2 separate regions of the Mus musculus genome follow, and region 1 is linked to region 2. A link is a contact called in public HiChIP or PLAC-seq data. All regions are on one chromosome and are shown on one strand. The core of a region is the stretch at or near the end of the contact, and the rest is flanking DNA. Distances in the headings are between cores, read along the strand shown.

Region 1 (2,925 bases), core at 75-2,574, 160 kb after region 2:
TATGATTTTGCTTCTTTACCAGGATTTTGATCCAGATTTATCTCCATTCATGCCAGTGTTTGGAGGACGGTGGGATGCCCTATGGGAAACAAAAACATTCTACAAGATGTAATAGGGAGATGACCCAGGTGGAGGTGACTTCCACAGCACAGCCTGGGTCAAGAGAGACACAGAATCTGACCTGAAATCACAAGCGTATAACAGAGTAAGAATCGCCTGTGAGAAGTTATGGTGGCTCAGGTGTGTGATGCCAGCACCCCAGAGGATGAGACAGAAGGATCTAGCACTGAATGTAAACCCAGGCTTCAAGCAAGGGTTGAAGAATGGCTCAGCAATTACGAGCACATTATTGCTCCTGCAGAAAACCCTAATTCAATTCCCAGCACCCAAATCCGGTAGCTTACAACTGCTCAATACTCTAGCTTCAGGGAGCTGACATCTCTCTAACCTCCTTGGGTACACAGACAGACAGACAGACAGACAGACAGACAGACACACACACACACACACACACACACACACGTAAGTAAGTAAATGAAAAAACAAAACAAAACAAAACAAAAAAAAAACCCAAAAGATTGCTGGGGAGGTGGCACATACTTTTCATCCCAGCACTTGAGAGGCAGAGGCAGGTGGATTTCTGAGTTTGAGACCAGCCTGGTCTACAAAGTGAGTTCCAGGCCAGCCAGGGCTACACAGAGAAACCCTGTCTCAAAGAAACAAAAACTAACTAACTAAATACTAAAAACAAAGAAGAGAAGAGGAGAGGAAAGGAGAGGAAAGAGAAGAGGGAGAGGAGAGGAGAGGAGAGGAGAGGAGAGGAGAGGAGAGGAGAGGAGAGAAGAGAAAGAGCCAACAGGAAATTTATGCCAGTGTTGGTTATTGTAAGCCAAGGGTTGGCAAATTACAGACCATGGCTCAACCCAGTCTCTCTAACATTGTTCTCTTTTTACATCTTTTGTAGGTTGAAAGCAACCAACAGAAGAATATTTCTGTGGCAACTGAAAGGTATCTATGGATTCAGATTTTGCTTTGAAAAACCAACCTATGGGAACACAGCTCTGTCAGTGGCTTTTTTCTCTCTCTGACCCAGTGCCTGACCAACAACACTAACTGGGGGAAGAAGGGTCTACTTTGCCTCACAGTTGGAAGAGATGCAGTTCACCCTGGTGGGCAGGCAGGGCAGCAGGAGGCACTGAAGCAGCTGGTGAGACTGTGGCTGCATCCGGAAGCAGAGAAAGAGGAATCCAGTGCTCAGCTCTGCCATTGTCTTCCTGACTCAGGCCAGGACCGGTCTGTGGGATGGCGACACCCTCCTAGACACACCCAAAGATCAAGACGGCAATGAAGATGAACTAAGACATCAACCATAGCTGCTCTATTGTATGTTACCTATGTGACTTCTGTGCAATTATGTCAGGGCTGAGTGGGTTACAACACAGGGTACACCCAGCCCCCTGGGCATTTATTACCTGGCCCTTTATGGAAAAGAAAAAGTGCGGGCCTCTGTTGTATGGGAAGGTTTTCAGAGTGCCAGTTAGCTCACTGGAGATGAGTTAACGGAGCATGTGAATAGCCACAGGGAAGGGCTTGCATGCACCGCAGCTCACTGTGGGTCCCTCCCACTGGCTGTAAGTGTGTGCTTGCATACCCCGAGCTGTGTGATTCCTTGGCCTTGTAAGTCCTGGAGGAGAGGCTGGCAGAGGGAAACCCTCCCTCCCTCCCCTCCCTTCAACTTTCCCCGGAGCCGGACTTGGCTCAGCCTTGGTGGTGATTTCAGTCACCTGCTGGTAACCTGGGCTTTACTCGACTCCCACCGTGCTATAAACTTCATAACATAGAATGTACAGCCGTTTCCTGTCAGCAGGCTTATGGTGATGCAGGTGGTGATGTGTGTGGTGTATGTAGATAGATGTGTTGTGGGCGTTGGGAGATGGGGTCAGTGCTCTAGGGTATTGGGGTTCCTCTATCACCTCTGCTTGTTTTCTCTGACACATCATCTATCGCTGACCAGGAGTACGCTTCTCTCTCTCTCTCTCTCTCTCTCTTTCTCTCTTTCCCCACCCCCTCTCTCCTAGCTAGCCTCAGAAATCCTCATTGTGTACATAGGTGCTTTACAGACCTGTTTTCACAAGGTCTCTGAAAACTAAACTCTGGTCCTTTTGCTGGTACTGCAAGCTCTCAGAACCACTGAGCCATCTCTCCAGACCTCACTTAAACCATTTAAAAATTATTATATTCAAACTGTGTGTGTGTGTGTGTGTGTGTGTGTGTGTGTGTGTGTGTGCAGTGCACACACAGAGATCAGAGGACAATTTGCAATTTGTGGGGTCAGTTCTTTCCTTCCTCACTAGTTAGGTCCTGGGGATTGAAATGTGGGTTTTGTTGTAATCCCAGACCTCAATGGTGGAAGAAATACATACATACATACATACATACATACATACATACTACATGCATGTATATTTCAAGCTCGTCCTTAGTTACATATCAAGTTCAAGGCCAGCATGGCCTTCAAGAACTCAGTCATCAAAAACTAAGAGGCTTTAATCTCAGCACTGGCAGAGGTAGGCAGGTTACTGTAGTTTGAGGCCAGCCTCATCTATATAGCAAGCTCCAGGCCAGCACAGTGAGACCCTATCTCAAAAAAACAAACAAAACAAAAAAAAAACCAAACAACAAAATTGGAGCCAGCAAGGCAGCTCAGTGGGTATGGACACCTAATACTAATTCTGAAGACCTGAGTGTGGTCCTAGAGCCCCAGATGGTGGACGGAGAGCATTGACTCCTGTGGTCTGTCTTCCCCTTGACTCCTGCCTCCAGATACAAACCAGATAAAACCCCAGAAGTGCCCAGTAAACACCAGTAGGAAGGCCAGTGTTGGGGGCTTACTACACAGTGGGTAAGACATGATCCTGCCAGTGT
Region 2 (2,718 bases), core at 24-2,523:
ACAAACCTGACCTCCCTGCTTGGGGGTGGGGGATGGGGCAGACTTCATCATCTCAATAAACTGGAGGCCTTGAAGCATGCGCTCATCCTCTGCCTCTAGGCGGGACCATCAGCCTCTCCTATCCAGACACCGGTGGGGTGTGGTGACTACTGCATAGCAGGTATTGGTGGAGGGCAAACGCTGCTTCTTCCCCGTGGATGTGACACAGTCCTGGGAGGCAGGAACGCTCCTAGTAACTGAAGGACCCAGGAGGCTTGGGAGCTAGGAGATTTCCCAGGCCTTCAGCTGCTTCCTGAGTCTTTCAGTGCAGCACAGTCGCCCTTGGCTTCCCCTACACAGAAAGGGCCGGGCTCCTGCTGAGTTGGGGGTAGGGTGAATTTAGCCCAGAGGACCCAGACCCTCCACTGGCACTCAAGGTCCTGGCTGCAAAATCCCCAGCCACAGCCAAGACTATCACCTGACAACATCTGCTTCTCCCACCTCAATACCTCTCTCCCCCTACCCAGAACCTGCCGAGCTACCCCAGGAATAGGTCTATAGACCAGGGGCTTAATTAGGGAAGGGCTCTGCAACCTGAGTATCTGATAGGGAGGAACGCCTCTGAAGCAGAAGATAACCAGAAGAGGGAGGAGCTCTCCAAGGCCACACTTAAATAGTCCCCAGTTCAGGGCTGGTCTCACAGTCCAGAGGTGCTGCCTGGGCAAAGACCTTTCGGTAAAGGCCCCACCCCACCCCCACCTGCCTGAGGGAGGGGCTTCTGCATCCAAGGCCTCCAGCTCCAGGCTGAGGGAGGAGGCCTCTGGCTCTAAGAAGACATCCTGCTCTTTGGCATGGCCCACCAAGCATAGTACACTAGGAAGCACACAAGCAAGCTCTGGAACTCGGACAGGGCCCGTGGCCAGAGAAAGAGGCATGTGCCCTGAGATCGTTCCACTGTGGCCACCTCCTCCGACGGATAGATACAGCCAGGACAACACCAACAAAGCATACACAAGCCACCCCAGCCTACAGCCACCTCACCTACTGGCAGGACTGCAAGCCCACACAAAGTCTGCCAAGTGGCTGCACACACAGGAAGGCAGGTGTGTGTACGTACTACCCAGGGGCTTTCCTGAGCCTGGGGATAGGGACATGAGCCTGTCTCCCTCCAGAGCCACATTCACTTGTGCGCATGCGTGCAGACTCTCTTGGCAACATCCCCTATGGGGTGAGGCCTCAACCTGCCCCATTCCAGAGCAAGGGGCGGGGGTGGCGCACCCACAAGTGAACAGGCCTGACTCAGGGGAGAAGAATGAGGGGGGAGGGCACAGCTGGCCAGGTGGCCTTGCTCAGGGGCTGGCACCCTCTGGCCAACCCTCTGCTCCTGTCTCTTCTGCCCTTGGCCAGCTCTCCATCCAGGATTCAGGGTGTTTAGAGACTCTTGGTATCAACTCCACTTTATACAAATAAACAAGATGAAGAGGGGGTGAAAGGAGGCTTCTACACGGCAGAGGCAGAACGGACGGACGGACGGACGTGTCAGTAGATGCTCTTTCTGTAAAAGCAAGACAACAGAGGGACGCACGGAGCATCACTAACTCAGAAGGAGGTGCCCATGGGCAAGGTGAAGTCTGCTTTCTTACAAAGGAGAATGAGGAGACTCAGGGGAAAGAGACTTCCCTTGCTGAAGGTCACCCAACCAGGAAGTATCGGGTCCCCATTTAAATCTGGATCTCACATAAAATCACAGGGCTGTCCCAACTCTGTTAATGGGTAAAGGTAGTGGGAGCCTCCGCCCCTCCCTGACCAAAAAAAGGTTCACCCCACCCTGAAGATGAGAAATCTACTTCCTTTCTCCCCATGTCCAGCCCCACCTCAACAGAGGCAGAGCTGACAGGCCAGGCAGGTTCTAATGTAAATATTGGGGGGGCAGGCCGGGATCGCCTGGAGCGGAGGGGAGGATCCCATCCCAGGGGGTGCCTGCCCTAGGGGGACAGGCTGTAAGGCAGGGAGGAATCAGTACCATAACCTAAGGAGTTTCCAGGTCAGCATTTGCCCCAACAATGACATAGTAACCCCTTTAGGCCAGGGAATTCTGAATTTTTCAAGCCCTTTCCTTTGTTCCTTCTAAGCATGATTAGCCCCATTTTATGGATGCCAGAGAAGCAGCCAGCATGAATTGAGGGGGTTGGGGGAAGGGGTAAGAATCAGAAGAACTCAATCCCAGGCTTGAGGCAAACAAACCTGGTCTCCCACAGCCTCTGTCTGCCCTTCTGTGAAATAGGACTAATGTCTGCCTCACCTCAGCGCACCTGAGGACACTGGAGAAAGTCACTCAACTAGCCTGCGGAGTGATGACATCTATAATCTCAACACTTTAGACAGAGGCAGGAGGACTTCTACATGTTTGATCCTGTCTCAAAGAGATGGCTCTGTGGCTAAGAACACTGACTGCTCTTCCAGAGAACTGGGGTGCAGTACCCACATGGAGACTCACAACCATCTGTAACCCCAGACCCCAGAGGATCTTCTGGGGACACAATACACATAATGGTAAACAGACCTATACAAGCATGTCCCTGTCTACCTACAGTCAAAACACCCCTAAACATAAAATAAGTGAATTAATAATCTGAGAGACAGAGAGCAAGCTATGTTGAGGATGTGGCTCAAGGCTCTAAGAGTCTGGCCCAGCATGCATAAGAGGCTCTGGGTCTGACACACAACACTGTCCATAAA

The links. HiChIP or PLAC-seq counts read pairs in DNA pulled down with a chosen protein or histone mark.
Region 1: an H3K27ac HiChIP or PLAC-seq map of embryonic stem cells shows a contact between it and region 2, with 11 read pairs. The contact joins two enhancer-like sites. A contact is called at or near these places in 1 of 484 Hi-C or Micro-C datasets (bone marrow-derived macrophages), 2 of 115 datasets of contacts at active chromatin or transcription factors (both in embryonic stem cells) and 2 of 9 other capture datasets (adipose tissue and liver).

What each region holds. Positions count from the first base shown.
Region 1 is chr4:129,393,022-129,395,946 of GRCm38.p6, forward strand. It overlaps C330020E22Rik (RIKEN cDNA C330020E22 gene), which reads left to right. Exons shown (of 3, transcript NR_151530.1): 2 at 965-1,008; 3 at 1,094-2,925. Among named protein-coding and RNA genes, the nearest start is that of C330020E22Rik, 12 kb to the left of the region's middle. Within about 2 kb of position 1,325, at least 12 of the 459 cell types and tissues checked have an H3K27ac peak or open chromatin away from gene starts, as enhancers often do. A contact at or near this core is called in embryonic stem cells, where this site is marked.
Region 2 is chr4:129,231,033-129,233,750 of GRCm38.p6, forward strand. The region is part of intron 1 of C77080 (expressed sequence C77080); the gene reads right to left. Among named protein-coding and RNA genes, the nearest start is that of Gm12976, 7.0 kb to the right of the region's middle. Within about 2 kb of position 1,274, at least 117 of the 459 cell types and tissues checked have an H3K27ac peak or open chromatin away from gene starts, as enhancers often do. A contact at or near this core is called in embryonic stem cells, where this site is marked.